Regions from separate parts of the Mus musculus genome. Here region 2 is linked to region 1. A link is a contact called in public HiChIP or PLAC-seq data. All regions are on one chromosome and are shown on one strand. The core of a region is the stretch at or near the end of the contact, and the rest is flanking DNA. Distances in the headings are between cores, read along the strand shown.

What was found. HiChIP or PLAC-seq counts read pairs in DNA pulled down with a chosen protein or histone mark.
Region 2: a contact with region 1 is called in an H3K27ac HiChIP or PLAC-seq map of embryonic stem cells, with 11 read pairs. The contact joins the promoter of Papolb here to the enhancer-like site in region 1. A contact is called at or near these places in 18 of 39 promoter capture datasets (the 3T3-L1 cell line, 3T3-L1-derived adipocytes, the HPC-7 cell line and 11 more), 34 of 484 Hi-C or Micro-C datasets (8-cell embryo, CD8 T cells, LSK cells and 21 more), 16 of 115 datasets of contacts at active chromatin or transcription factors (a beta-TC-6 cell line, embryonic fibroblasts, embryonic forebrain and 5 more) and 3 of 9 other capture datasets (adipose tissue, embryonic stem cells and pancreatic islet).

Annotation. Positions count from the first base shown.
Region 1 is chr5:142,476,243-142,481,247 of GRCm38.p6, reverse strand. Ap5z1 (adaptor-related protein complex 5, zeta 1 subunit) reads right to left here. Exons shown (of 17, transcript NM_172725.2): 15 at 4,422-4,554; 16 at 4,137-4,351; 17 at 2,533-4,032. The coding sequence ends at 3,762. Among named protein-coding and RNA genes, the nearest start is that of Ap5z1, 15 kb to the right of the region's middle. Within about 2 kb of position 2,262, at least 51 of the 459 cell types and tissues checked have an H3K27ac peak or open chromatin away from gene starts, as enhancers often do. A contact at or near this core is called in CD8 T cells, bone marrow-derived macrophages, embryonic stem cells and 4 more, where this site is marked.
Region 2 is chr5:142,527,825-142,532,829 of GRCm38.p6, reverse strand. Papolb (poly (A) polymerase beta (testis specific)) reads left to right here and starts at 2,754. Exons shown (of 1, transcript NM_019943.2): 1 at 2,754-5,005. The coding sequence starts at 2,944. The coding sequence ends at 4,872. The region is part of intron 2 of Radil (Ras association and DIL domains); the gene reads left to right.

The DNA.
Region 1 (5,005 bases), core at 1,013-3,512:
GCTCCTGCTTCCTGATCTGCTTGAGTTCCAGTCCTGACTTCCTTGGGTGATGAACAGCAATGTGGAAGTGTAAGCTGAATAAACCCTTTCCTCGCCAACTTGGTCATGATGCTTTGTGCAGGGCTTCTTGGTTCTTATTATTTAGCCATTCATAAAAAGAGCACAATACAGGCGCTCGGTCAGTGACGCATGCCAAGCATGAGGGGACAGTCTCATCATCCGTTTAAAGGCCCAGTGCTGACTGCCTGTGACCCAGTGCTGGTGTGTGTGTGTGTATGCTGCTTCTGCTGTGTGTGTATTGCTGGTGTGTATGTGTATTGCTGGTGTATGTGTGTATGCTGCTGCTGTGTGTATTGCTGATGTGTATGTTTGACAGGAAGATGCCTGAATCTATGCTAGCTGCATCTGAAAAAAAAAAAGTGGTTTCAATTGCCCAGTATGCAGAGTGTGACAGATCTTGGAGTCTCCATCAAATTCCTCCCCTCAGGGCTCCGGAAACTGCTGAAGAGGAGGCAGAAAGAGTGTAAAAGCCAGGGGGGATGAATGACACCTAAGACTGTCCTCCAGACACAACAGGACTGACACACACATTTGCTCACAGGCCGTGGCAGCTTTCGTGGGCTTTGCACAGATCCAAGCCCACAGGTCCCAGTGCCGAGATGAGGAAGTAGATTCCAGCTCCTATCCCCAACCAAAGAAAAAAATCTGTTTCTCCAAGGGAGCCTCATTGGGTAAACAAACCCCACTTACAGGTAGGCCCCACACTCAGCAGCAGATGGCTAACAGACATCTCAAAACAGGGATGTTTTGAGATCTCATACTGCTTTGTTTGGGTCCCCTGCCCCCTTACTAGTCTTGTGTGTGTGTGTGTTTCTCATTTGTATGTTTCTCCTACTTTCTGAAAAGTATCCCCCCCCCATTTTATTCATTTTTTTAAATCCTTGTTCGTCTTTTCTATTTGCTTGCTTGTTTTCTTAAGAAAGATATGAAATTGGAAGGGCAGGGGGATGGGAGGATCTGGGAGGAGATGAGGGAGGGGAAACTCATCAGAATAAACTGTATGAAAGTAACTATTTTCATTCAAAACTAAAATTATTTTAAAAATATAAGATTGATGGGATGGATCACTGGGTAAGAGGACTTGCTGCAGAGCCCGACAACGTGAGAGCAACCCCTAGGGCAGAACAGACTCGAAATCTGTCCTTAGCTCCACGCATGCTCTGCCTTCCCAAGGAGAACATAAGGAAAAAAATCCAATTAGGTGGAGAGCAACTGAGGAAACCAACCACTCCGCACCAACCCCCAGCCTCTCCATTGCAGGCACACACACACACACACACACACACACATTCATACCACATATTAAAACCTTGGCATGTGTGCAAACGGGTTGTCAAGCATTCATATGAAAGGTGATTATAACAGCCGAGGAGGTGTAAAAGCTTCACCAACGTCACGGGGGCCTAGGAGCCTGGAGCCCAAGCCTCTAGCCAGACGAAGGTAGGAAGAGTGGCTGAATACCGTATGTGACCCTCTGAGGGGCCAGGGCAGCCCCTGCCATCTGAGTGGGCACTTGGCTTTGTCTGGTGCTCAACAAGAAGAGGGCAGTGTGTCTTCAAACACCTCTGCCCTTGTTCAAGCTGGCATGGCTTCATCAACTTTCTGTGCAGTGCTGGTGGAGCCATGTACCCTGTGACTGAAGGATGCCAAGGTTCTGGGCTGCAGAGATGGCTCAGTGGTTAGGATCACTAGGAGTTCTTCCTGAGGACCTGGGTTCAATTCCCAGCACATGGGGGCTCACAAGCTTGCGACTCCAGTTCCAGTGGGTCTGAGGCTCTCTGACCTCTGCATGCAAAACATGCGCATGGCGCGCTGACATGCATGCAGGCAAAAACACTCACTGAATAAAGCAAAAGGCTAATTTTTTTTTTAAGTCACTAATGACACTGTCCTTCCTGCCCTCACAGGAACAGATAGCACTCCCTGAACACATCTGTCCAGGCCCAGCTCGGGGAGGGAGTTTGGCCCGGGCCCAACAGGCCTAGTGGTAACAAGTAAAGCTCTCCCTGAACGTGAATCCGGACACGAGGCCCACGTGGGCTTTAGTAACCCCGTGGCCTCGATAGGTGCACCCCACTTAGCCGCACACCTCAGCCGGAGCCTAAATTCAACTTTTCCTGAGGGAACTCCAGCCCCAATACAGAGCCCAGAAACAAAGTGAAGGATGGAGTTGTGGGTGGGGCCAAAGGCGTGCGCATCAATAAACTGGTGCGGTGGCGCCATCTGGTGGCCATGTGCTGTCAGTGCCTGAGTAGTTCTGAAGAACTATCTGTCCAGGGCTCAGGAAAATTGCAAAAATTCTCAGCAGGCAGGAGCCTGCACCCTTGAGCACCATGAAACCTGGAAGCCTCTGTGCAGAACCACTGGAGCACATAAAAGTCCTCCAAGTCTAGCCTTCCATATCCTTAAGTTAGGAAGCAGCATAATTAGGCAAACACCACCTGCATGTGGACCCAGAAGACACCGCGCCCTCATGAATACACCTTGAGTTTTATTTAGCTTTTAAAATGTCTTATGTGACCAAGGCATGGCGTGCGTTCTGAGAGTTGGTTCTTGCTTTCCAGCTCGTTCTTCCACTGCTGTAGCAAGCCTTTGAGCTTTGAACTGCTGTCTTCACAGCTACATACACACCATGGTACGCAGCCTTACACATGAGATCCAGGGGTCAACCCTGGGTCATCAGGGGCATCTAGCAAGGCCTTTTATGTGCTGAGTCATCTTCTAGGCCCAATTTCTTTTGTAGCCCAGGCTGCATTTCAAGTTGTTACCTAGCCAAGGCTGACCTTGAACTTCTGACCTTTCTCGAACTTCACTCCACCTGCTGAGTGCTGGGATTGCAGTGTGCACCCCATGCCTGGGGTTACACTCAGGATTAAACTCAGGGCTTTGTGAGTTTCAGCTCCAGAGCATGTCATTTCTGTCACATCAAGGACACAGGAGCCAATCAGGGGACCCAGGTATTTCCCTCAACAGAGGGCAGGGTGGGAAGGCAGCAGCCCAGGCTCCCTGGCTCTCCAAGTCCAAGGAAGGCAGAGAGAGGGGCCTGGGCTGTACACAGCACTGGAAGATTTACTTGGTGGCAGGCACAATGGCTCAGTAGGTAAAGGCGCTTGTCACTGAGCCAGGCAACCAGCCAAGACCCACATGGCTGAGGAGAGAACCGAGTAGCAAAAGCTGTCTCCTGATCTCGTGTGCACTGTGGTGTGTGCAAGCACATACATGTAATATTAAAGAATTCTCTTTTGGTTTTTTGAGACAGGGTTTCTCTGTGTAGTCCTGGCTGTCCTGGAACTCACTCTGTAGACCAGGCTGGCCTTGAACTCAGAAATCCACCTGCCTCTACCTCCTGAGTGCTGAGATGAAAGGCATGTGCCACCACTGCTCAGCATAAATAATTCTTTAGTTTATTTTTCCTGCACTGCTCCCTGCCCCCAAATCCAGAAATGAGTAACAGCAGCAAGCAGACCAGGCCATTTCTGCTCGGCCTAGGAAGTAACACTCAGTCACCTACCGGCTGCTCAAGGCTGACTGGCCAGCCACAGAGACAAGGTGAGATGACTCATCCCCAGGGGCTGGTGATCCCATCCTGACAGTCATGTCCACCATGCCTCACGAGTCACCCACGCCTGCAGCTCAGCTCCAATACTGCTGACTGCCCAGGCTCTCACGCTGTAGCTACTGTTCAGGTGGTGACTGTCCCTTCAACCTGGCAGGAGGCCAGCCTCCTTCTCCACCAGCCGGCTGACCGTGCGCAGAGCCAGAGGCAGGGCCACGTTGGTGTCCCGGTGGTAGCGGGGCTGGCACACGCCTGCAGGAGGTGTGAACACAAACTGGGCCACACTGGGCATCTTTAGTAAGGTTAGCAGCTCTGAGGCCCGGGTCCGGATGGATTCCGCACCCTCTTCACTGTGCACAGAGCTGGTGGCTGGGTTCTGGGCCAGGGTTCGCATTTTTGACAGGAACAGTGACACCCTGGGAAAGAGAGGGTCTCAGGTCCTTAGCTGCCAAGAATCAATTCCCCAAGGCACCTAAATGGTTGCCCTCTATGGGTTTCTCTGTGCTTCCTAGCTGGGTACCTTGGGATCAGGTCTTGGCTCCGGGAGGCTAGTTTGGTCAGTGTGGTCATGAGTGCAGTGACCACCTCTGGAGGACAGCAGGGCAAGTCGGCTAAGGGGCGGGACTGGGTGACTTCAAACAGCAGGGCTTCCAGGGCTTCAAAGAACTTGTTGATCTGTTCCGCTGTGCACCTCTTGTCCCAAGTCACCGACAGGTACTCACCAATGGCCCACACCTAGGCCCAGAGCAGGGGTCAGCACGCATGGGGCTTGCTATTTGACGGGGGAAGGTGGCTGTGCACTTACCACACAAGTGAACACGCTGGCTCGGCTGTGGATGCTGCTCACGCTCCCCACGAACTCCAGGAGCTCTCGTGAAAGCTCCACCACCAGCGATGGCTTCAGCTTACACAGCACCAGGAGCTGGGAGCTCAGCACCCTGTGAGGAGAGCGGGAACGCTGGGCTGTGTACTCAGGGCAGGCCCAACCCCAGTCCACCCAATGGGAGCAGGGGAGCCAGAGCAGATGGCTGAGGTCAGAAAGGGAAAACTTGCCACCCATTAAGGAGCCTTTGACTCCAATGGGGACATGAATGCCTGAAATCCAGGCTAGTTGAGAGAATGAGGTAGGAGGAAGGCTGTGAGTTCTAGGATAGCCTGGGGTGGAGTGAGACCTACCACAAAACTGAGGAGTAGATGGCCTGCCAGGAAGGGGCTGGGGTGTGGCTCAGTGGTAGAGCCCCTGCCTAACATCCAGGTGGCCCTAGGTTTAATCCCCAGGATGGGTGTGTTTGTGTGTGAATAAACCCTCTAAAGCAGTGGCTCTCAACCTGTGGGTCACATATAAGATACCCTGCATATCAGATATTTATGCTATGATTCATAACAGCA
Region 2 (5,005 bases), core at 1,505-4,004, 51 kb before region 1:
TCCAGGGATTGAGCGCATGTAGCATCCTGGAGATGCCTACATAGCCACACTTCTCTGACTGACCCTTTCCCCGGAAGAAGCACAGGATCTCAACTAGTTATGAAAGTGTAATTTCTCTGGGAGGCATTTGTCAGTTTGGATGACTAAGAAGCTTAAACGTGGAGCTGGAGCACTGGCTCAGTGGTTGAAAGCACATGGCAATCTTCCAGAGGATCAGAGTCTGAGTCTCAGCACCTCTGTCGGAGCAACAGCTGCTGGGGTGAGTGTATACGCACTGACAAATACACAGACACATGCAAATAAAAATAAAACCATAAGAAAGGAATTTGAGCTTGACAGTGGACAAGAGAGACAGAGCCCATTGAAACCTTAGAAAGGCAAGAAGGTAGCACTGAGACCTGCCCTCCTTTCGGAGGAAGCTGGGCTCTCCAGAGGCTAGCATGTTGAGTACCTATCTGGCACATAGATAACAAGGAAAGTTATCTTTCTCCACCTGGGTTCTGGATGGTGAAAAATTTAAAAACTTTCTTGATAATTAAAAAGCACATTTTGTCCCACATGTATTTGGGTCTGGATTATAGTGGATAAAACATTAAAAGTCATACCAGGTGTGGCACACCTTTAATCCCAGGACTCAGGAGATAGAGGCAGGAGGATCTCTGTGAATTTGAGGCCAGCCTTGTCCACATATTGTGCTCTAGGACAACCAGAACTATACAGAGAGACCCTCTCTCAAAGAAGAAAAAGAAAAGCAAAAAGAAAAGAAAGAAGCCGGGCGTGGTGGTGCACGCCTTTAATCCCAGCACTCGGGAGGCAGGGGCAGTCGGATTTCTGAGTTCAAGGCCAGCCTAGTTTACAAAGTGAGTTCCAGGACAGCCAGGGCTATACAGAGAAACCCTGACTCAAAAAAAAAAAAAAAAAAAAAAAAGAAAAAAGAAAAGAAAGAAAAGAAATCACATACACAGCTTAGTACAAGAGCATCTAGCAAAACCAAAGGAAATCCTACCTGGATTTCCATATTCACCAGGCATGGGCATCCCAGTCCTCTCCACAAATGAGCTCATAACAAAAATCAGAGAACACAAAAGGGAAAAATGCCCAGAAATTCATGAAAGACAGCACACTACAGAATTAGACTCTCGGAGACATTACTGGCTACTGAATACTAATGAATGCTCACCATATTTGAAGAGATGGTAGGATGAAAACAGTGTATCACCTCCAAAATAGAGACAGATGTTTAAAAGAACAAGAGAATTATGCTGGTTAACTTTAACTGTCAACTTGTCACAATCTAGAATCAACTAGAAAGTTCTTTTTTTAAAAAAATGTTTTCGCCTTTAATCCCAGCACTCGGGAGGCAGAGGCAGGTGGATTTCTGAGTTCGAGCCCAGCCTGGTCTACAAAGTGAGTTCCAGGACAGCCAGGGCTATACAGAGAAACCCTGTCTTGAAAAAAAAAGGTTTTCCAAGTTTCCAAGTTTTAATTATGTGTAAGCATGTGCCATCAGAGGCCAGAGGTATCATAGGGAACCAATCTCCTATCCTGGAAAAGCAACAGTGGTGCCTTCTCCTCCTCCCATCCTTCTTCTGAGCCACCTTTCCAGCCCTGGGAAGAGATTCTTAATGAGGAATTACCTAGATCCAGTAGACTTGTGGGTGTGTCTGTAGGGGACTGTCCTGAGTGTTCATTTACACAGGAGATCCAGCCCATTGTGGGCATTCCCGTCCTTAGGCAAGGGACCCTGGACTGTATAAACAGGAGAAATAGATAGATGGATGACAGGAAGCAGGCATGGGTACATTTGTTCTCACTGCTCTTGACTGAGTGTGATGTGGCTAGATATCTTAAGTTCTTCTCACCTTCCCTGTAACTGACGGTAACCTGGAATTGTAAGCCAAATAAACCCTTTACCCCTAAGTTGTGTTTTCGTTTGTTTTTTTTTTTGTCAGCAACAGGAGTGAAACTGGAACAATTATGCTACCAGTAACACAAAGGTAAGTATTTAAAAGAATATGTAAGTTGGTTCTCTCAGTGGTAGTGTGTGAGGCGCTTGGATCCCAATACCACAAAAGCAAAGAGTGCACTTCAGTGGTGCTTCAACTGCACACTATATATAACTTAAGTGAGAATGGAGAAGTGGGAGATCTGGCGTCACCCAGGAACAAGCACAGATCTGGAGCACGGGAAGAATGGGAAGGTTTATCCTGTATCCAAACGAAGAGAACAAAGAGAATGTCGGGAAGAGCATATTCCAAGCATAGGCGTGGGAATCTTCTAGAGGCCACAAAATAAAAAGGACTTCTTGCTCTGATGCAGGAAATCCAGCGCGCCCTTGTAAATTGAGTATATTCACCTTGCACGCACGCACACAGCAGTGGAACTGTGGGATACTGAGAACAGAAATCTGAGTATGGGCTGGCAGAAGACGACGAAAGGGCCATAGTTTTGGCTTGATGGTAACTTCTCAGCAGGAGCCAGGGAAAGTAGAAGCCACCCCAAGAAGTGACACCAGGCCTGATGAGAGCACCACTGTCGCCCTGGGCCTAGCTGGAGCATCCTCTGGAACCTGCTTGGGGATAGAGGACAGTGCATTGTCCCTCAAGAGAGACTTCTCAGAACCGGGCAGGCCGGGCCGGGATGGAGCTCTTCCGGAAGCCTTCTAGCGCGAGAATTTCCTCCAATCTCGTGAGAGCGGCAGCGGCATCGGCCGGTGCGTGCGTGTGCCGTCGGTTCTGGAACGCGACCGCTGAGGAGCCCGGCGCCATGTTGGCCCGGAGGGATACCAGGGGAAGCGCTTGAGGCGGCGGGCTCGGAGCGGAGCGGGGGCCGACAGGGCCGGCCGGCAGGAGCCCGCCCCTCGCGCCTTCGGATCATGAGCCGAGCAGAGGCCGTCGAGGTCGCGGTGGCGGGGCAGGTGCCCTGGCGGCGCGGGAGCTAGAGATGATGCCATTTGCGGTGACCACCCAAGGAGCACAACAACCGGCTCCCGCCCCGAAGCAGTTCGGCATATCGTCCCCCATCAGCCTGGCCGCCCCCAAGGACACAGACCGCGAACTCACCCAGAAGCTGATCGAGACCCTCCAGCCCTTCGGGGTGTTTGAAGAGGAAGAGGAACTGCAGCGCAGGATTTTAATTTTGCAGAAATTAAATAATCTGGTGAAGGAATGGATCCGAGAAATCAGTGAAAGCAGGAATCTTCCACAAGCTGTAATTGAGAATGTTGGGGGGAAAATTTTTACGTTCGGCTCTTACCGATTAGGAGTACACACGAAAGGTGCAGATATCGATGCTTTGTGCGTTGCACCAAGACACGTGGATCGAAATGACTTTTTCACCTCCTTCTATGACAAATTGAAACTACAAGAGGAAGTAAAAGATTTAAGAGCTGTTGAGGAGGCCTTTGTGCCGGTTATCAAACTGTGTTTTGATGGAATAGAGATTGATATTTTGTTTGCAAGATTAGCATTGCAGACTATTCCAGAAGATTTGGACCTACGAGATGATAGTCTGCTTAAAAATTTAGATATTAGGTGCATAAGAAGCCTTAACGGTTGCCGGGTAACTGATGAGATTTTACATCTAGTACCAAACATTGACAGCTTCAGGTTAACACTGAGAGCCATCAAATTATGGGCCAAATGCCACAACATCTATTCCAATATATTGGGTTTCCTTGGAGGTGTTTCCTGGGCTATGCTAGTAGCAAGAACTTGCCAGCTTTACCCAAATGCAATAGCATCCACTCTTGTGCGAAAATTTTTCTTGGTGTTTTCTGAGTGGGAATGGCCAAATCCAGTGTTGTTAAAAGAACCAGAAGAACGAAATCTTAACTTGCCTGTATGGGACCCAAGAGTGAATCCTAGTGACAGGTACCATCTTATGCCTATAATTACACCAGCATACCCACAGCAGAACTCCACGTACAATGTGTCTGTTTCGACCAGGATGGTCATGATTGAGGAGTTTAAACAAGGACTTGCTATCACACATGAAATTCTGCTGAATAAGGCAGAATGGTCCAAACTTTTTGAAGCTCCAAGCTTTTTTCAAAAATACAAGCATTATATTGTACTTCTGGCAAGTGCGCCAACAGAGAAACAACATTTAGAGTGGGTGGGCTTGGTGGAATCAAAGATCCGAATCCTGGTTGGGAGCCTGGAAAAGAATGAGTTCATTACTCTGGCTCATGTGAATCCTCAGTCGTTTCCAGCACCAAAAGAAACTGCTGACAAGGAAGAATTTCGTACTATGTGGGTGATCGGGTTAGTGTTGAAGAAGCCAGAAAACTCTGAAATTCTCAGTATTGATCTCACCTATGATATTCAGTCTTTCACAGATACAGTGTACAGACAAGCAATAAATAGTAAGATGTTTGAGATGGATATGAAGATTGCTGCAATGCATCTAAGAAGGAAGGAACTTCATCAGCTACTTCCAAATCATGTTCTTCAGAAAAAGGAAACCCATTTAACAGAAAGTGTAAGGCTGACAGCTGTGACTGACAGCAGCCTTCTCTTGTCTATAGACAGTGAAAACAGCATGACTGCTCCTTCACCTACTGGCACTATGAAGACAGGTCCACTGACTGGAAACCCTCAGGGCAGAAACAGTCCTGCTCTGGCTGTTATGGCAGCATCTGTGACCAACATACAGTTTCCTGATGTTTCCTTGCAGCATGTGAATCCCATAGAAAGCTCAGGAATTGCACTGAGTGAAAGCATCCCTCAGATTCCCTCACAACCTACCATTTCACCACCACCTAAGCCTACAATGACCAGAGTGGTTTCTTCGACACATCTGGTAAACCATCCATCTAGACCTTCAGGAAATACAGCAACGAACATACCCAATCCTATACTAGGAGTCTAGAAGACAGTCTCAGCTGATAAGAAGAAAGAAACAAGAAACCCAACAGAAGGGAAGAACCAGATAGATGAGTCCCGCTTAGACACCACTCAGACAGCAGCTTCTCTGTTGGCCTCTCAGGAAACACCTGGGAACA